5 separate regions of the Mus musculus genome follow, and regions 1, 3, 4 and 5 are each linked to region 2. Evidence: chromatin contacts called from public Hi-C, HiChIP or PLAC-seq and promoter capture Hi-C data. All regions are on one chromosome and are shown on one strand. Each heading gives the region's core, a stretch centred on a gene start, on an enhancer-like site or on the middle of the called end of the contact. The rest is flanking DNA. Distances are from core to core; before and after follow the strand shown. Region 1 holds the start of Qrfp (pyroglutamylated RFamide peptide). Region 2 holds the start of Zbtb43 (zinc finger and BTB domain containing 43). Region 3 holds the start of Rabepk (Rab9 effector protein with kelch motifs). Region 4 holds the start of Gapvd1 (GTPase activating protein and VPS9 domains 1). Region 5 holds the start of Hspa5 (heat shock protein 5).

Region 1 (3,726 bases), core at 549-3,048, 1.7 Mb before region 2:
GGATGTCCCTCAGCCAGCTGGGCCCAGTTCATCCTGGCTCCGATGTCACCGATGTCTGTGGGTCCCCTTCTGTCCAGCAGGGGAAAGCAGGCACTCAGAGGGAGAAGTAGGGAAAGCAAAGGCCGGAAGCCCCTCATCTGAGCAGAGGAGGGAGAGAGAGGAGGGGGTAGTGGCCAGCATTTGGCCACATGCAATCCCTGGCCCCAGGCTTCCCAAGGTCTGGGCAGCCCTTGGAGGGATAGCTGCTGACTGTGCTTAGCCTGGTTCCCTAGCACCCAGGACACCAGGCTGTCGTAGCCACCGCGGGAGCCAGCTGGACCAATTAGTCTGATTCCTATTCACCTGTAGCCGGGGAGCTGCCTGCCTTGGTGGCTCAGTACTGGAATACCAGAGCTGCCAGCTGGCTTGCAGAGGTACCCGGGTGGCCCTCGGGGCTGTGTGCATTTGGGTTCAATTTTCTATTATAATTATTGACTCTTGGGCCGTAGGCAGAGTGAGAAGCTGCCGTGTTTTCAACTTGATAATGAATAGGTCTAGCAGCTCTGCTGGGAAACCCCACTGTCTCCCTAATTCAGGAACAAGTTGCTCTTGGGAGGGGGAAATGGGCCTGGTGGCCCTTGTGTAAGTCAAACTCCTACCTGGGGAGGAGCTAGAGGCAAGGCTGGGGACAGCCAGCACCCACTGAGCTCCCACTGGGCAGGACAGGCTCTGGTGAATGGGTTTCTCTGTACAGTAAGTCTGTCTACAGCAAACGCTGCCCCACCACACAGCTCTGGGCTCTAATGTCAGTGTGGTTTCTCCCTGTGCCAGTCTCTAGGGAAATGATTGCTTCCTGATGATAGCCATCCAGCCCACCAACCCCGGGGCCACCCCCCCTAGGACCTCAGGCACAGAGAGCCTCAGGGTTTGCCCTAGGTCCTACAGCTTTATAAGAAAGAGAGCTGAATTCAAGGTAGCCTCATTACTCTGTGCCCCCATACCTGTCTCATTGTCTCGAGGTCCCCCCCCCCACATCCCTTGGTGGGAACTGTTCCCTTCCCTCACAGAGGATGCTTGTGTTTGCAGTGACCATGGGTGAGCTGAGCCGAGCTGGCTCATCCTCTGAGGAAGCCCCTGAAGCTGGAAGTGGCGGGGGACGGAGGGGGGAGGGGGGGGGACAGGGGGGACGACTTCTTTCCAGAAACAGCTCCCTTGAAAACATTTCAAAGAAGTGAGCGCAGCCAGAAAGCTTCAAAAACAACAACAAAAGCAGCCCTGCTTTCTACCCAAATCCAGCTTGCTAAGCCCCCTAGTCCCCAGGGCCTGGAGTAGCCTCCAGTCTGCTGCTGCTAAAGGGGCTTCCTCAGGCACGGGTGGAGAGGGCAGGGCCCCCCACATGGGACAGACAAGTCTCATTCCCTTCTCCCCATAGAAGGGGAGGACCAGGAATGGTCTTTATCCCCAGAGATTAATACTTCCTGGCTGGCATCTAGGGCCGGCTGGCTCTGGTGGAACTTGAGCTGAGGATGAAGCTGCGGGTCTCCCACACACCCGCCCTTCCTGGTGTGTGGCTCGTGGTGCTGGCTGTACCCGCCTGCACCCAGCTCACCTGGAGAGCCTGGCCTCCCGTCCCTTGCTGTACTCACTGTGCTGAGGGCTGCTCTAAGAAGGGCAGGTGAGTCCCTGGACCCCAGTTGTCAGGCAGAGCTGCTCAGGTCCCGGTCCAGCAGGCATGGCTCTGGGGTTCCCCCGCTTTATAAAGCTCCCTGGAGAGGCGAGCCCCAGCCTGCCTGATTGCTATGCATTCCTAGCCCCAGGATTCCTTTGGGGCTGCTGGTGGTGAAGGAAGGGGCACCGTGGGCCAAAGGACAAAGAGACAACGCAAACAGGATGTGGTCTGATGAAGAGTGGCGGGCGCCACCCTTGCAGCACAGAGAGCATCATCACGGGTCAACCGCGGGCTCAGACACTGGAGGTTCCCGGTGGAGACATGGAGGCCCACTCTTGAGAACCCTGATGGTGGCCCTGCCTTGGTCTCCCTCCAGAGACGGTGGGCTTACAGAGGCAGCATCCTCACTGCTGAGAGGGCTTGGAGGGTCATGGACACCCAGTCCCTTCTGTAGGCAGATGAGGTGTTCTGGTATATGATATACCCCTCCTTAGGAGCCTCGGGAGACATGAAACTGGGCAGGAATTCTTGGTTCTGAGGGGTTCAAGGTTTAGAACTCATGGCTAAGCAGGTCCCTCTCGGGCGACAGCTCCAGCAACACACTCAGTCTGTGACAACAGTGGTATGTTCTGTCTCTCTCACCATGCGGCCTCATGGCTGGTCATACTTTCCAGAGTTGGCTGCCCATCCAGACATAAAGCCACAGGGCCTGCCCTTCTAAATGGCGGAGTATGATCATACCTACCTCCCCAGTGGCTGTCAAGGTGGCTGGGAGATAAGGCATCGAGTTAGCTAGGTGTAGACTTGGCAAAGGTGTAGGGCAGGTAATGAGGCCTTCCTCCCACACTGGCACCCTCAGGAAGGACAGGGTTGTCTGTCACCACCACCCCTAACCACACACCATGACTTCTCTTCCGCTGAGTCCACGGCTGGGTGCTGTTCTTACCGGCCGGCACCACCGCAGTGAGTGTGTGTCTGCAGGGGCTGTAGATACCTCATCTCCATAGCCTCCTCCTTTTACCAGACTCCCTCTGGATGCTGACCACGGGTGCTCTGGCCAAGGTGTGGTCACTGCCCATTCCAGGGCCACTACTCAGTGCAGTTCTTCCGGTGACTAATGACAATGCCCCACCCACACACCCTGGATTCAGCAACTGCATGGTAGGGTGGGACCCTTCCCCTGTGGCCCACTCAGTTCCTCAGTTCACACTGGGCTCCCACCTGCCGTGCTGTGACTATGGGGCTGGGAGGCCAGCTCAGACATTTGCTTTAATCAAACACTTGGCTCTGAGGGCTGGGCAGACTCCCAAAGCGCTTTTCAGGCACACTCCTGGGTTCCTGCCTGCATCTGTCCCTCTGATCCTTGAGCCCCAGTGTCTTCAGCTACTGTCCGCCATGATGGGGGACCTTGCCAGCAGCTGCTGTCCAGGCCAGCGTGGAGTCTGGAGTTGAGGGTGTTTCTGATGTCATCGAGCAGGATGGGCCTTGTCAAGGTTAGAGGCTGAGCAAAGAAGGAAGCAGTGTTACAGGAGGAATTGGGGTGGGGGGTAGCTTTCCAGGAGGTTCCAAGGCTCTCTGAGTTGCAGTCCTGAGGGCACAGGGCTCCATGCAGCCTGTCCAGGCTTCCTTGCAGCCTGGCTTCTGGACCCATCTGTGTTTCTCATGGTGTGAGGGAGGGCTGAGACTGGGTGAGAAAGGGTATATTCATGACAGCCAGTCTGGGCTGTGCCCTTGCAGGTTCCTGGTTTCATCTGAATGATCCCCCCCCCCCCCCAGAATAGGACCCAGCTTGGAACACCATATGGCTATGATCTCCATCAGCCCCGAACCTCTGAAATTGATGATGTCACAACACTCCTCAAGTCATGAAGAACACACCCTTCTCATAAATGTTCACCACCACTGGGGTCTCCCCAGTCTCCTCACAGAACCCCAGGGAGATTTCTTCCCTCAGTCCTACACCCTGTAGATGGCTCGTCCTCAAGCCCCTTGATAGTTCTAGAGAGTTCTGTGAGATTGGGTCGGTGAGACCCATCCAGCTGGCTCTTGAAGCCACAGACAGAGCAGTTCAGCTGAGG
Region 2 (4,041 bases), core at 748-3,247:
GCTGGGAATGAATTCTGCTCCAGGCACTGTTTCTTTTCTTGGTGAACAGAAAACACTTGATGGCATCAAGAGTCAATGAAACACAACAATAAGTCAACTGTTAGGCATATTACAAAGCTTGAAGCCAGGCATGTGGGCAAAAGTCTCTAATTCCAGCATTCAGGTGGTAGAGGCAAGAGTATCTCAGAGTTTGAGGCCATCCTGTCTGTATAGAGAGATCTTGTCTCAAAAAACCAAACCAAACCAAACTAAACCAAACAAAAAAACCAAATGCTGGGGAAATGACCTTAAGGCAGGTAAGTTTTATAAAACAGAAACAAACAAACAAAGCCAAAAAAAAAAAAAAAAATCCAAGAAAACTAAAAAGGCCTAGCCTGTGAAAAAAGACCAGAACACTTTCTACTCTAATAAGGAGTATCTTTCCAGTTTTACAAGCTCTTGGCATGTCAAAGGTAATGTGTTTCTCAAGCTGCCCCTCAGTAGATCTCTGCACTGACTCCAGAGGGGCCGGGAGGGAGGGGAAAACTGCTGCTACAAGATTGAAAGGAACTCCACATCAGCTGAACCTGCTGCTGGGAAGGGCTTGGCTTGCATTGCTACAAAGGATTCAACTAAATGTTGCAAACCAGAGTTAGTTATGTAGCATTCACACTGTTGTGCACAAACCATTTCTAGAACGTTCTTTCCATCTCTTAAAACTCTGTATCCACTGAGGCAGCCTACTTGACTCAGGCACTTGATAAAATATGTTTCATCTCCTGTCTATTCCAGATACACTCCACTCCAAAAGTTTCAGTGTTCCTCCCTATGGTGTCTCTGTCTCAGACAATACTTTGGAAACAAGCAGGGAATGGATTCCTATTAGGTTTCTAAGTTCTTCAGTAAACTGCTCCTAGAACTCTGCTACTGTGCTAAGTTAAGGGTCTCAGAGGCAGATGGAAGTCTAGTCCTTCCTAAGCCTGTAGATGCTGGCCTGGTTAAACAGAGCAGCTCCAAACAGCCCTGGAGGCCACCCAGGGTTTCTGGAAAGAGCAAAGAGTTGTGGAGACCTGCGCAAACCACTGCCTAGATCCTGAGATGGGCCTTCACCGTGAAAGCAGTAGCTCCTGACACTTTATTAGGTTTGGTGACACTTGTCAGAACTGAGACCAGACTGTGATCGGGCCACTGGTAATGGTGCCCGGCCAGGGGAGTTTTACAGGGTCATGAGTCACCTTCCATGGCTCAGAGGTCCAGGCAAGGCCCGCCCTGCCTAAACAAACTCAGTTGGGAAGGAGAGAACAAGAACACAACATTGGCAGAGAGAGAGAGAGAGAGAGAGAGAGAGAGAGAGAGAGAGAGACAGACACACACACACACACACAGAGAGACAGACAGACAAATGACCAAGAAGTCAGTGTGACTTTCGGGCCCTGAACCAGAGGGCGGCCCGAGGGGGCAGAAGCAGAGTCAAAAAACACTGAGGCAAGGGAGGAGACAGAGGTAAAGACAAAGTCCAAAGGTTGTCACCACCAAAGATGCAAAGTATAAACTCCAGCTGACAAGAGGCCAGGTGAGGACAAAACAGGTGACAACGGTCTGACAAAGAGGCGAAACTCAGGGCAGCGAGGTTCTCCTTCGCGGCGTCGGTTCGTGCGTGGGTGGCTCGACCCGGAGGTCGCCCCGGGGGCGGATTCTCCAAGAGCTCCAGGCGGCGGTGCACCTGCCGCGGGGTGACCTTGGCCAAGAGGTCGCCCGGGAGGCCGCAGGACTCTAAGCCGGGGCGCCGGGGCTTCGGAGTCACTCGCGCCGTCCCGCATCACCGCCGTCGGAGGGAGAGCAGTGTCCCGTGTCGCGGCCACTCGTGACCCCGACCGCGACCTCCCGCGCGAGCGCCCAGCCTCCCCGCCCCGCAGTACCTTCAGACGGCTCCGCGCCCGTAGCTCCAGCCTACCGGAGCGTCCCCGTTGCCGTACCAAGGCCTTATTCTCCGCCGCCACCGCGGGGACAACTTCCGCCCGAGCCTCTCGTCCCTCGGATACGCTTTCTGATCCCGCCCTCGAAATTGCCAGTGCTTCCGGAGGCGTGTCGTCGACGCTGGGATGTGCGCATGCTCCAGGCGTGCTTTCGGGGCGGGTCTTCAGGAGAGCACGCGCAGGGTACTGGCGTCTGCGCAATGGTCTCGAAGAGTGAGATAATTTCGAGTTCGTAGCTCTGGAAGCCTTAGTGGAAGACTGACTCTTGCAATTTATACGCTCACCCCACCACCACCACCACCACCAAAAAAAAAAAAAAAAAAAAAAAGTAATAACATTTCAAGATGGCTTTAAGTTGGACTTAAATCCACTCGTACCTGCACCTGCTGAGTATCAGGATTGCAAGGATGTGTTCCCCATAGTTGGTGTAGGGTGGATACACAAGCTGGACCCGACACACATTTGTGTCTTAGGTCAGTTTCCCAGGTGTGCGCCTACTTCTTTTTTGTTTTTTTGTTTGTTTTGTTTTGTTTTCTTTCTCTCTCTCTCTCTTTTTTTTTTTTTTTTTGGTTTTTTCGAGACAGGGTTTCTCTGTATAGCTCTGGCTGTCCTGGAGCTCACTTTGTAGACCAGGCTGGCCTTGAACTCAGAAATCCGCCTGCCTCTGCCTCTGCCTCTGCCTCTGCCTCTGCCTCCCAAGTACTGGGATTAAAGGCTTGCGCCACCACCGCCCAGCTTGCACGCCTACTTCTTGGTTGGGCTCTGGAACTCAGCCGTATTTAGAGAGGAGGTTGGGACTCCCCGAGAGAATTATTCAAAGAAATTCTGGGAGGGCTGGAAAAATGGCTCAATAGTTAAGACTACTCATTTCTCTTCCAGGGGACCTGTGTTCAATTTCAAGCACCCAACTGGTGGCACACAGCCTCCCTAACTCCAGTTCCAGGTTATCTGTCTCCCTCTTCCGGCCTCCACTGACACCAGGCAGGCAAACAGTACCCAGACTTGTGTGCAGGCAAAACACACATACACATTAAAAAAAAAAATTTTTTTTTAGAAGTTCGGGGAAACAAAACGAAAGAAAACAAATACTGAAGCACAGAACTGGGAACAGGTGCGGAACATCTTGCTAGGGGAAAAAACGTGGGGATTAAGGGAATGGCTCAGTTGGTAAATCCTTTACAAAGCATTGCAACTTAAGGACCTGAATTCACTCCCAGAACCATATAAAAATAGCAGGTGTGGTGGCAGGATTTTAACGCCAGTGCTGTGGAGGCAGGGATCAGTGAGTTTCAGAATAACAGAGAACCTGCCTAAAAGGAGTGGCTGGCACTAGGGGTTTTCCTTTGACCAGCACAACCACATCTGCATGAACACACATACAAATACACATGCATATAAAAAAGAAAAAATTGGGGCTGGGGTTGGGGTCGGAGAGATGCCTCAGAGGTTAAGAGCACTGGCTGTTCTTCCAGAGGTCCTGAGTTCATTTCCCAGAACCCACATGGTGGCTCACAACCATCCATACTGGGATATGATGTCTTCTTCTGCATGCAGGCGTACAAGCCGATAGAGCACTCCTATACGTAAAATAAATAAATCTTTAAAAAAATGGAGATGGGTTGGAGGCTAAGCCGACTTGGGTGACATAGGCAATTCTGGGTCAACCTGAACTGTGCAATGAGGTCTTGTCTCAAAGAAGCAAAACAGTAAAACCCAACACATCTGACGGTAAAGCCATGAAGAATCAGGGCAGCTGCTCGGCATCATCTGAACGCTACAGTCCATCTCAGTCTTCTTGCTTTGCCTGCCTTAGTCCTTTTTGAAAAAAGTGGTGTATCATTTAAGGAGTTTATTCAACTCAACACTCCAAAATGCTTTCTCCTAATCCTCCTGCAGTGACCTCTATGTGTTCATTCTCTTTGTCCACTTGTGGCAAGAAGTTGATCACAGGCTATGCCTATCCGGAGCTAGTATCTCGCCGGCAAGAATTCACTCGGACAACCGGATTCTTCTATGGCAAATCTTTATTGCTTCATCTGAAGGAAGACCCCGAACAAGGAAAATGGTGCTGCTTATATACCCCTCC
Region 3 (4,139 bases), core at 722-3,221, 1.3 Mb after region 2:
GGGATGAACATACATCAAACTGTCAGAGGCCTTAAGATCTTTATTAAGATAAAACAGGTTAGCCAGGTGGTAGTGGCACACACTTTTAGTACCAGCACCCAGGAGGCAGAGGCAGGAGGATCTCTGAAGTTTGAGGCCAGCCTGGTCTACAGAGTGAGTTCCAGGACAGCCAGGACTATCCAGGAAAACCGTGTCTTGAAAAGCAAAAACAAAAACAACAAACAAAACCCGAAAGAACCACCTCCAAAATAAAGAACTCACAGGGTGTCAAGGAAGGCAGCCATGCAGCGGGTGCAAATCAGAACATATGAAAACGGCATAATGAGACATGTTGTTTTATAGGCTAACTTAAAAATTGGATTTAAACTTTTTTTTTTTGAGAGCCAGGCATAGTGGTGCACACCTTTAATCCCAGCACCGGTGAGGCAGAGGTGGGGGCATGTGGTCTCTGTGATTTCTATGCCTGCCTAGTCTACATAGTGAGTTCTAGGACATCTAGGGCTAACCCTGCCTCACCTTGGCCCTAGCATGCCATAGAAACCAAGTTTTCTGGTCTCTATCTTTTTGCTGTTATTTTCGGACAGGATCTCACTCTGTGGCTTTTTGGGGCCTTGCCTGCAATACTGGGCTTTCTGTTGCTCCTCTGACTTTCATAACTTGCACTGCCTCACCCAGTGGGAATTTAATAAAATTAACAAGCATTCTGTGGTAATTACTGCCGCCCCTATCTTTCCTTCCTGTAAATTTTCACACTGCTAGTGGATATTTAAAGCCAGTTTCAAGGAGTTGGCATGGCTCTGTGGTAGAGTGTCTGTTTAGCATGGGCAAAGCTCTGGGTTCAAGTCCCAGAAAATTTCAAAGGTTATTTAAAGAGATTACCCCTTTCCAGTCTCTCAAGTTACTGCTCCTGCCTCAGGGATTAGCAATATACATCACATACACCCTCGGCAGGAAGGCTTAATCAGGACTTGGGTTTAGACCACAATATATATGACTGTATCCATTTAACCACCATATTACAGGAGTCATTCTGAACGTAATTATCTTTTCTTTTAAACTCATTACTCATTTAGAGACACGGTCTTATGTACCTTAGGCTAGCCCCCACTCATTATGTAGCCAAGGATGACCCTGAACTTCTGCTTCTCTTGCTGCCACCTCCCAAAAGCTGGAATTACAGGCAAACACCACCATACCTTTTTATGCCTTCTGGAGATCAAACCCAGGGCTAAGTTCTCGATAGGCAGGCAGTCTACCAATTGAACTACACCCTTACATCCCTGAATGTAACTATCTATTTAAAAGTCTGTAATCGGCCAGGCATGGTGGTGCACTACATGGCACTAGAGAGGCTTGAGGCAGCAGAGGCCAGCTTGAGCTACACAGTGAGACTTGTCTCAAAATAAAAGTAACAGAAAAGTATCGAAACTAGATTCCAAAATGTTAGCATGTCCGGCCTTCTGATTCATTCCGATAACTTACCAATGGACCTGCAGAGTGTAGAAGTGAAGGACAAACGAATGAAGAAAGGGAATTAAAGGAGAGTTGGGCCGATGAGGCCCACAAGCGGGCTAGGCTAATGACCACAGGGTCAGCCCAGAGCTTAGAGGGGCCGGCGTGGCGGGGACTCTCCTAGCCACCTCCTTTGCGTCCCCTCTGCCGGCCACATCTCCGCGCGAAAGAAGTCGGGGTCAGGGAGAAATGGCTGCCAGCTTTCCCCAAAACTGACCGGCCGGAGACCATGGGTACTACCCCTCCCACCCAGTTCAAGCCTACTGCCTTAAGAGACCTCCAGCCCAGCACCTATTACCTGCCGCAGCCCCCGCATGTCCTGGACGTGGCTCCACCCATGGGGCGGAGCTTAGGAGCCCGTCCTCTTCCCCAGTCCCGGAAGCGCGTCCAGGCCAACCGCTCTACGCCTCCGGGTCTCCGGGACTACGCGCCAAACTTAGTCAGGGCCTCCCGGAACTCTGCGTACTGGTTGGCATCCGGTCCATAACTCCAATTTCGGGTCCCGACGGAGTTTGTTACAGCAGTCCTTAGTAGTGACTTCTGAAGGGGAAGGATGGGTTGGAACTCACGTAAGCCAGGCTGACCTTGAATTCTGCTTCAGGCTCCCGAGTGAGATTTCCTGCATGCCATAGGATGCTAGGTTTTGCCTGTGCAGGTTTGAGGTTGGTTCAAACTGTGGATCCTAAAGCGGGTTATTTCCATAATCGCTGTTTGTGGTTACAGCACGTTCCAGACCACAGGCCCTGGGCTTTCCGGGAGCTCACAGGCTGAGCAGAGAGATTAAACACGAAGGACAACTAGGAGGTCCTATTGTAAACGCTGAAGAATAAAAAGTTCATTGACACTGTATGTTCTTGGGGAAAGTTATTAATACTTTTGGTGTCTTCTCTCAGCGACACACAAATTTTAAGATTTCCATAGAGGTTGTAGTCGGGAATTTTTATGGAGGCCCAGAGCTGGTCCTTTGTAAAAGCCGTGATTATTTTTATCTAGACACAAACTACCTCTGTTGACAGCTTCATCTGCATCCTCTCTGATCTATGTCCTAGCTATAGGTGCCCCGTGACTTTCCTAAAACAAAGATAGCTCGCCTATGTGCCTATGTGTGAACAGAGTACCATACTCTGAGCTCACTAACTTCCCTCAGAACTCAAGACAGCCTAGAAACAGAAGTAGTGTGTCTTTAGTGGGAGAGGGAAGACAGACTGGCTTCAAACAAGCTCCCGCACTAAATGGGAAATGTCTGACGAGTCTGCTCCTCTCTGAACCCTAGTTTACTCATAGATAGAATGGGAATAGCAATATCGGAACACAGCTGTCTAGAGAATTTACTAGTGCAAGTAAAAGAAAAACTTGGGTTTTAATTTTGAGACAGGGTCTCATGCAGTCCAGGCTTGCCTCCCATCTCACTGTATACCTGAGGATGGTCTTGAACTCCTGATTCTGCTGCCTCCACCATACAAATGCTGTGATTTACAGAAAAGATTTACAATGCTCCCACTCCAATTTATTTATTTAGTTACTTGAAAATATAACCAAAATTCATGGACAAAGTAAAATTGGGCTACAGCTCTCTTCACAACTTTGCCATTATATTTCCAATACCTGAGTCTTTGTGATTGCCTGTAATTATCAGAAAGCTCCCATAGACTGCCAAAGAATTTAGAGGTATGCACTCACTCTGCTTTCTTTTTTTTTTTTTTTTAAGATTTATTTATTATATGTAAGTACACTGTAGCTGTCTTCAGGCACACCAGAAGAGGGTGTCAGATCTCATTACGGGTGGTTGTGAGCCACCATATGGTTGCTGGGATTTGAACTTGGGACCTTCGGAAGAGCAGTCAGTGCTCTTACCCGCTGAGCCGTCTCGCCAGCCCCTCACTCTGCTTTCCTTCTGGAGAGAATCAGGGCTAGGTTGGCTCTGCCATGTGCCCAACATATATTTAGACAGCGAGTCCTTCTCAGAGCTCCAGAATGTGCCTTGGGCCTTTTGGTTTGGATTACACCAAGAAGCCATGCTGGAAGGGTATATTATCAAGAAAAAATGGACTATCAGATGGTTTACATTGTAGAAACCAATTCATTTAGACTAGAAATCACATTCTAAGTTCTTGGAGGGATGTTTGAATTCTGTTTTTAAAAATGAGAGTCAAGGGGCTAAAAAGATGACTCAAACAAACCAACCAAGACAAATTCTTTTGTTTTGTTCTTCTTTTTTTTTTCTTTAAGATTTATTTATTTTACGTATATGAATACACTGTTGCTATACTCGGACACACCAGAAGAGGGCATCAGACCCCATTACAGATGGTTGTGAACCACCATGTGGTTGCTGGGGATTGAACTCAGGACCTCTAGAAGAGCAGCAGTCAGTGCTCTTAACCGCTGAGCCATCTCTCCAGCCCCTCTTTGGTTTTTTTCGAAACAGGATTTCTCTGTGTAACCCTGGCTGTCCTGGAAATCACTCTGTAGACCAGGCTGGCCTTGAACTCAGAAATCTGTCTGCCTCTGCCTCCCAAGTGCTGGTATTAAAGGCGTGAGCCACCACCGACCGGCCACTTACTCCAACTTTAACTGAAGATACCGACAGGGTGCTTTACAGGGTGGGAGAGCCAGGGAATTCTCAG
Region 4 (3,868 bases), core at 758-3,257, 1.3 Mb after region 2:
CTGACATATTATGAAATGTAAAACTGACATGTATGTATAGCTACATCTTATTACATAAGATAAGATATAGCAGAAACTCACAGACTCAAAGAAATCCATCAACAAACATGATATTTTGAGAATGCTCCAACTGTAAACATAACACAAAAATATCTGTAAATTCTATTGGTGACAAACTCACAGGGATTGCTAATACTACTGTGGTTTGGTACTTGTTTTTATAACTAAAGGCAACAGTTTCAATTACTGGTTTGTAAATAAAGGTGTAATTTTACCTTCATTCTCACTAAAGACATTCTATCTACATTCAATGCACCGAGGAACCACGAGTTGGAAGCTCTAGTTCCCAGACCTCATCCTTTTTGCTCAAACTCAAAATTTTCATTTTATTAAGTTTAATTTAATTGAGTCTTAACGTTAAAAAAACCAGAGTCCTCGTCGTTCCTACCGCTTATCTGACTCCTCACCTTATTTCACTTTATTTAGAATTATGCCTTGGATCCCGCTCGTTTCTGAGGTCTATCCAGGCAGCACCCGTGACAATTCTGTCCGTCAATAAAAGTCGACAATTGAAAGAAGAGAGATGGACAGAACGGACACTTCAAGACCACCAGCAGCAAGTGCACAGACGCCAAGCCCGGCGCGCGTTTGCGGGTGCACGGCGTCCCCAGCCCGGAGCGTCCGGCGCGTCCCTGGCGGCGCTCCCAAGCCATTCGGTCCGCTCCTGGCCTCCCGGGCTCGGCTGCCCACCTGCCCCGGACGCCCACAGAGGCGACCCGCGCTACTGCGCCCCTTCCCGCCCCGTCGCGCTCCCACCCCATCCCCCCCATGCGCCCTGTGTCCCCGCCGCCTCAGGCAGGCTGCCGGAACCCGCACGCCGCCACCCCTCTCGCGGGGCCCGGCCGCGCGGCTTCCCACCCGAGCGACGCCGGGCACGGGGCAGGCCCGGGGCCCGGGGCGGGGCGGCCGTCAGGCGCGGGCTGCGGTGCTAGGCCAGACGGCGGGGCACGCGGTGCGGACCGGCCGGGGACGCGCACTCACCGGTGAGGTCATGCGGAGGACGGCGCCCAGGTCCTCGCTGGACTGCCTCTCGGCCTCGGAGCCGTCGCCCTCGCTGCGAACTGCCACCGCCGCCCAGCCGCCGCCACAGATCGCCAGTCGGTTTCCCTGCCTCCTGCGGCGGCGCTGCCCCCTCAGCAGTGCGCGTGCGCGGCGCCGCGGGGGCCCCTGGGATCGGTGGTCCGGACCACGGCCGCCCTTCCGCTCCCGGTCGCGAACCGCCTTGCCAGGACCTGTACGCCGATCCTCCGCCCTCACGTCTCCGTGTACCTGGTGCTAGAGAAGACGGGTGGAAGAAAAATGACACTCCTCTCTTGCTCGGAACATCATCCAATAGCCAGCCTCTCTCTCTCTCTCTCTCTCTCTCTCTCTCTCTCTCTCTCCTCTCTCTCTCTCTCTCTCTCTCTCTCTCTCTCTCTCTCTCTCTCTCGCTCTTCCCCTTTCACTTAAAAGCTATGCCAATTGGACGGTATCTTCATTTTTAACTTATAAATATAATTTCCCACTTCTCGTTTTGTCGATTTTTATTGTAACTGTGTTATTTAAAAATAACATTACATTAAATAAACTGTAAACTGTGTTACATTAAATAGGCTTAGGTCGGTTTTGTTTTTTCAAAAAAAAAAAAAAAATGAAAGGACGCGTCAAGTTAGCAGAAGTGAACAGTCCCAGAAACCTTAGAGCTAGAACATACCTTAAAGGTCATCGGTGCAGCTCCCACCCAAGCAGGAATGGCCTCCACGTCTCACTTCTGTTTCGGATGTTCCAGTATCAGCTCACTACCTCTCAGGAGTACAGCCTGCTCCTCTCTGTTGCACAGCTCTAAATGTTAGAAAGTTCTGCCTTCTGCTGAGCTGAAATCTGCTTCCCTTGTCTTTCCTCCCTTTGCAGGTAGTTATTCTGCCTGGAAGCAAGGAGAATTGGTTCCCACTTGACAGCCCTTTAAAATATTGAAGACAATGAATATATCCTGCAACACCACGAGTCTCATGCTCCGCCCCCAAGGTGGGGGGAGGGGGAAGTGAAAACTCATCTTCCCAACTATTCAAACATAAATCAGATCCCAGACAGCTTTCCACCCGTCTTCCATACACCTCCTTTAAAAATCATCAGAATTGAACTAGCATGGTAGCTCTCACCTGTAATCTAAAACCTTTGGGAGGCTGAAGCAAATGTCTCAGAATTAGACAAAAGTTTAAACCAGCCTGAGCTACACAGGATGTCTAGACCAGCGGGAGCTATCCTTTGAGACCCTGCCTCAAAAGGAAATTCTTTTGTCACAATTTGCTTCCTATTTGCTACTTTGTTACAATAGCATTGTGGGTATCAAGTAAAATGTCTTTGGTACCATGTTGCCATTCAACAGAGTTCAATTAAAGATTATCAGTCGGGTCTGTTACATTGTACAAAGCACCAACCAGATGAAAAAGCAAGTGGATACAATTTACAATATAAAGTGGAGAGTATCTCCCATAGATTGAGTTTTGTAACAATAAACTAAATTACAAAGTGCTATGAAGAATTACAAAGTGTTATGAGATTCCAGAGAAAGAGACCATATTGAATTAAGAAATCAAGACCTAGGCTGAGTTTTGTGGCCCATGACTTTAATCCCAGCAGTTGGAAGGCAAAATCAGACCAATCTCAGAGTTCCAGGATAACCAGGATTATACAGAGCCCCTGTCTCAAAAGGCCAAAGAAGAAAAGAAAGAAAGGAAAAGAGATTTGGCTGTGACTAGATTCCAAGGTAGATGAGTCAGGATCCCAGCACTCAAGAGGCAAAAACAGGCAGGCGGAGGCAAAAACAGGCAGGCAGATCTCAAGGCTAGCCTAGTCTACAGAGCAAGTTCCAGGACAGTGCTACACAGAGAAATCTTGTTTAAAAAAAAAAAAAAAAAAAAAAAGGAAAAGAAAAAGAAAAAGAAAAAGAAAAAAAATCCAGAAAAAGAGAGGGGGAGGATATAAAATTTGTAGACTGCATAAGGGAAAACCCCCTTGAACAGAAGATTGTGTTCAAAGGCTCCAGAGCTCCAGAGCACAAAATCCACCTGCCTCTGCCTCCCAAGTGCTGGGATTAAAGGCTTGTGCCACCACTGCCCAGCTTGAAGAAAGGCTTTCAAAGACACAAAAGGAAACCTTCAAGTAAAGGCATTTGCCACCAAACCGAACCACCAGAGTTTGACACCAAACACCCCACATAGGGGAGGAAGGATAAATGACTCCTGCAATATTTTCTGACCACCACTGTGGCAAAAACTTGCCCCCCATAAACAAACAAACAAACACACAAATAAATTGTGTGAATGTATAAATGTGTAAATACATAAATGAATATACATAAATAAAAAGAAAGGGAAGGGTTCTAAAGAAGCTAAGAGTTATGAAGTAAGTAGATTGTGCATTGTAAGTACAACGAGAACAGGAATGTTCGGTTCACTGGCCTGAGCCCTGTTCTGTCTGTCACCTACAGATGGAGTGCCTGACCTAGACAGACAGCTTTTAATCTTCCCATTCAGCATTCCCAAAGAATGTAACATTCTTACCAGAAACCCAAATCACTACCACAATGACTCTTGTTATAGTAGGCTGTGAAGTAGCTATTACACTCAACACACTTTACATGTGGGAAAGCAAAATATATGGTCAAAATAAATAAATTTGGGAAAAAAAATTATCAGAATTTAGCAAATAGTGCTGCTCTGTAGGGAGAGCAACTATGCTCTTTCTAGAATTTGTCATGGTGATAATTTTTTCCTTACTATTGTTTGGGTGTGGTGGTTTACACCTGTAATGGCAGCATTTGGAACAT
Region 5 (3,704 bases), core at 90-2,589, 1.3 Mb after region 2:
AACAAAAAAGGGTGGTGGTGGTGGGAATCAATAGTATAAATTATGGAGTAAAATCAACCGGGTTATTAACTATATTCTCAGCACTTATCAATCGACCATTCTAGCTATTTAATCGCTCTTGGTCTCAATGGTCTCTTCTGGAAAATGGGAAAAATGTACCAAGACTTGAATATGAATAAATGACACATGGAAAACACATAGGAGGATCAGTAGTTATAGACCAGCTTGGGCCTGTGTACAATGCCTCTCAAAATACATAAAACAAAACAATGAAGTACATAATAAGCTCAAGTAGTAACTTGTTTTGTTTGTCCCCCAACATACTATTATAAAAGAGTAAAGCATCAGCAAGACTTTTTTGTCTGCTAAACGTCTTTAGCATTATCAGCCCTATTCCAAGAGTCGAATAGGGTGGTGTCAAGAAGGAAGAGGGAAAGAGGAAGGACTTATAAATAATAACCAGTGTCATAAATGGAAATGCTATGCTAGAACAGGTTAGCGAACAATAAGGCGCTACGAGAGAGAGAGAGAGAGAGAGAGAGAGAGAGAGAGAGAAGAAAAGATACATCTCATGGTGGAAAGTGCTCGTTTGACCATAGTACTGAATCTCCGCGGCGGAGAAAGGGAATAGGTTACAATTGGCCAGGCCAATCCTGGGACTTAACCCCGGCAAAGGGAAGATTCGAAAGGCCTGGAAAGACACATACGGCTAGCCTTGGGGTGAAGGAGAAACACGGTTAGCTGAGAAGCACCAGGATTCTCAGCGAGGCAGAATCCAGATCAGGCCCCAGCTCGAGACGTGCAGGCCGGGCGAGTAACAGGGCCTGGACTCTGGGACATCCGAGAACGTGTGGAGGCTGGGGAGGGCGATCACAGCTGAGGCCGGGCAGCTCAGGACGCGGGGAATCGAGGAGGAGAAAGGCCGCGTACTTCTTCAGAGTGAGAGACAGAAAAGGAGACCCCGAGGGAACTGACACGCAGACCCCACTCCAGTCCCCGGGGGCCTGGCGTGAGGGGAGGACCTGAACGGTTACCGGCGGAAACGGTCTCGGGGTGAGAGGTCACCCGAAGGACAGGCAGCTGCTGAACCAATAGGACCAGCGCTCAGGGCGGATGCTGCCTCTCATTGGTGGCCGTTAAGAATGACCAGTAGCCAATGAGTCAGCCCGGGGGGCGTAGCAATGACGTGAGTTGCGGAGGAGGCCGCTTCGAATCGGCAGCAGCCAGCTTGGTGGCATGGACCAATCAGCGGCCTCCAACGAGTAGCGACTTCACCAATCGGAGGCCTCCACGACGGGGCTGTGGGGAGGGTATATAAGGCGAGTCGGCGACGGCGCGCTCGATACTGGCCGAGACAACACTGACCTGGACACTTGGGCTTCTGCGTGTGTGTGAGGTAAGCGCCGCGGCCTGCTGCTAGGCCTGCTCCGAGTCTGCTTCGTGTCTCCTCCTGACCCCGAGGCCCCTGTCGCCCTCAGACCAGAACCGTCGTCGCGTTTCGGGGCCACAGCCTGTTGCTGGACTCCTAAGACTCCTGCCTGACTGCTGAGCGACTGGTCCTCAGCGCCGGCATGATGAAGTTCACTGTGGTGGCGGCGGCGTTGCTGCTGCTGGGCGCGGTGCGGGCCGAGGAGGAGGACAAGAAGGAGGATGTGGGCACGGTGGTCGGCATCGACTTGGGGACCACCTATTCCTGGTAAGTGGTATCCGTCGAAGGAGGAGGGGGTGGGGAGGAGTGGGGCGTGGCCTCCGGGGCCAGCGTGAGAAAGTGAGGTGCTGATTCCTTTTCTGTGGGGTTTCCCCGTCAGCGTCGGTGTGTTCAAGAACGGCCGCGTGGAGATCATAGCCAACGATCAGGGCAACCGCATCACGCCGTCGTATGTGGCCTTCACTCCTGAAGGGGAGCGTCTGATTGGCGATGCGGCCAAGAACCAACTCACGTCCAACCCCGAGAACACGGTCTTCGATGCCAAGCGCCTCATCGGACGCACTTGGAATGACCCTTCGGTGCAGCAGGACATCAAGTTCTTGCCATTCAAGGTCGGACCCGTTTTTTTTTTCTCATGCTAATGGGGCGGCTGGGGTGATAGGAGTATTTAGGGGTTGCCACTTGGCCAAAAACACTGTTCAAAGGACTTAAAAGAATGTGTTCGGAATTTATGTAACGGTTTTACATCTAGTCGTTTTTAGTGTGTTATAAAACATGACACACTGTTAACAATGTCTAGAAGTTGAAACAGACTAAAACTGTCGATCTATCTACAATACAGCTGTGCTCAGTTTTAGTTGTGATTTCCCCCTAAGGGACAGAGATGAATCAAGCTATGGGAGGGAGGAAATGGATTTTTTTTTTTAAATCGTTTGTGGTGTCATTGTTTCCTCTTCGGAAAAATTACCTTTAAATTACTTTATGCCATAGGTGGTTGAAAAGAAAACTAAACCGTACATTCAAGTTGATATTGGAGGTGGGCAAACCAAGACATTTGCCCCAGAAGAAATTTCTGCCATGGTTCTCACTAAAATGAAGGAGACTGCTGAGGCGTATTTGGGAAAGAAGGTGAATAACGTGTGAAACAGTGTTGAGTGTTTGATTGCTGTTGCTCCCCCTCGATGACTTGTGTAGGGAAGCCTTCATGGTTTGAAACCTTTCAATTTTTTTTTAAAGATTTATTTATTATTATACATAATTTCACTGTAGCTGACTTCAGACACACCAGAAGAGAGTGTCAGATCTCATTATGGGTGGTTGTGAGCCACCATGTGGTTGCTGGGATTTGAACTCAGGACCTTCGGAAGAGCAGTCAGTGCCCTTACCTGCCGAGCCATCTCACCAGCCCCAGAAACCTTTCAATCTTAACTTTTAGTGATTTAGTGTTTTGTGGGAGGTCAAGGTATATGCTAGTCAGCCTTTATGAGTTACCACTGCTTAATTCTAATGACAAAAGCGTATGATATAGCAGTAAACTGACTTAGAAACTGTTGTGGCTTGACTAGTTGATAAGAGTGACAGAAGTGAGAACACCATGTACTTCAATCATCTTTAAGTATGATTGCACGGTTGTCCTTCTAGGTTACCCATGCAGTTGTTACTGTACCAGCTTACTTCAATGATGCCCAGCGACAAGCAACCAAAGATGCTGGCACTATTGCTGGACTGAATGTCATGAGGATCATCAATGAGCCGTAAGTATGGGACTCAGAGCTCTACCATATTCCCAAGTGGGGGGGAAATATGAACCCCTGACCAAGCTTTCTTCCCTCCTCTTCATCCTCACAGTACAGCAGCTGCTATTGCATATGGCCTGGATAAGAGAGAGGGAGAGAAGAACATCCTTGTGTTTGACCTGGGTGGCGGCACCTTCGATGTGTCTCTTCTCACCATTGACAATGGTGTCTTTGAAGTGGTGGCCACTAATGGAGATACTCACCTGGGTGGGGAAGACTTTGATCAGCGGGTCATGGAACACTTCATCAAGTTGTACAAAAAGAAAACTGGTAAAGATGTTAGGAAAGACAACAGAGCTGTGCAGAAACTCCGGCGTGAGGTAGAAAAGGCTAAGAGAGCCTTGTCTTCTCAGCATCAAGCAAGGATTGAAATTGAGTCCTTCTTCGAAGGAGAAGACTTCTCAGAGACCCTTACTCGGGCCAAATTTGAAGAGCTGAACATGGTATGCTCCTTGACAGTGCTAATGGAATCCGCTTAG

What was found. Promoter capture Hi-C pulls out the DNA fragments that hold promoters and counts their contacts. A called contact is a pair of places that touch in the nucleus more often than the background predicts. HiChIP or PLAC-seq counts read pairs in DNA pulled down with a chosen protein or histone mark. Capture Hi-C pulls out chosen DNA fragments and counts their contacts.
Region 1: a contact with region 2 is called in a promoter capture Hi-C map of liver, with 2.4 times the contacts expected there. The contact joins the promoter of Qrfp here to the promoter of Zbtb43 in region 2. A contact is called at or near these places in 1 of 39 promoter capture datasets (pre-B cells) and 1 of 9 other capture datasets (liver).
Region 3: a contact with region 2 is called in a Hi-C map of B cells, with 6 read pairs. The contact joins the promoter of Rabepk here to the promoter of Zbtb43 in region 2.
Region 4: a contact with region 2 is called in a FOXA1 HiChIP or PLAC-seq map of pancreatic cancer cells. The contact joins the promoter of Gapvd1 here to the promoter of Zbtb43 in region 2. A contact is called at or near these places in 2 of 39 promoter capture datasets (cranial neural crest and hippocampal neurons), 1 of 484 Hi-C or Micro-C datasets (B cells) and 1 of 115 datasets of contacts at active chromatin or transcription factors (pancreatic cancer cells).
Region 5: a contact with region 2 is called in a promoter capture Hi-C map of liver, with 4 times the contacts expected there. The contact joins the promoter of Hspa5 here to the promoter of Zbtb43 in region 2. A contact is called at or near these places in 4 of 39 promoter capture datasets (cranial neural crest, hippocampal neurons, liver and 1 more), 1 of 484 Hi-C or Micro-C datasets (B cells) and 1 of 115 datasets of contacts at active chromatin or transcription factors (embryonic stem cells).

The regions. Positions count from the first base shown.
Region 1 is chr2:31,808,782-31,812,507 of GRCm38.p6, forward strand. It overlaps Qrfp (pyroglutamylated RFamide peptide), which reads right to left and starts at 1,799. Exons shown (of 2, transcript NM_183424.4): 1 at 1,626-1,799; 2 at 1-137. The coding sequence starts at 137.
Region 2 is chr2:33,466,535-33,470,575 of GRCm38.p6, forward strand. It overlaps Zbtb43 (zinc finger and BTB domain containing 43), which reads right to left and starts at 1,998. Exons shown (of 3, transcript NM_001025594.1): 1 at 1,899-1,998.
Region 3 is chr2:34,797,941-34,802,079 of GRCm38.p6, forward strand. Rabepk (Rab9 effector protein with kelch motifs) reads right to left here and starts at 1,972. Exons shown (of 8, transcript NM_145522.4): 1 at 1,811-1,972. The coding sequence starts at 1,828.
Region 4 is chr2:34,753,225-34,757,092 of GRCm38.p6, forward strand. It overlaps Gapvd1 (GTPase activating protein and VPS9 domains 1), which reads right to left and starts at 2,008. Exons shown (of 27, transcript NM_001356441.1): 1 at 1,754-2,008; 2 at 1,042-1,335.
Region 5 is chr2:34,770,751-34,774,454 of GRCm38.p6, forward strand. Hspa5 (heat shock protein 5) reads left to right here and starts at 1,340. Exons shown (of 9, transcript NM_001163434.1): 1 at 1,340-1,396; 2 at 1,479-1,696; 3 at 1,809-2,040; 4 at 2,420-2,557; 5 at 3,071-3,183; 6 at 3,278-3,668. The coding sequence starts at 1,572.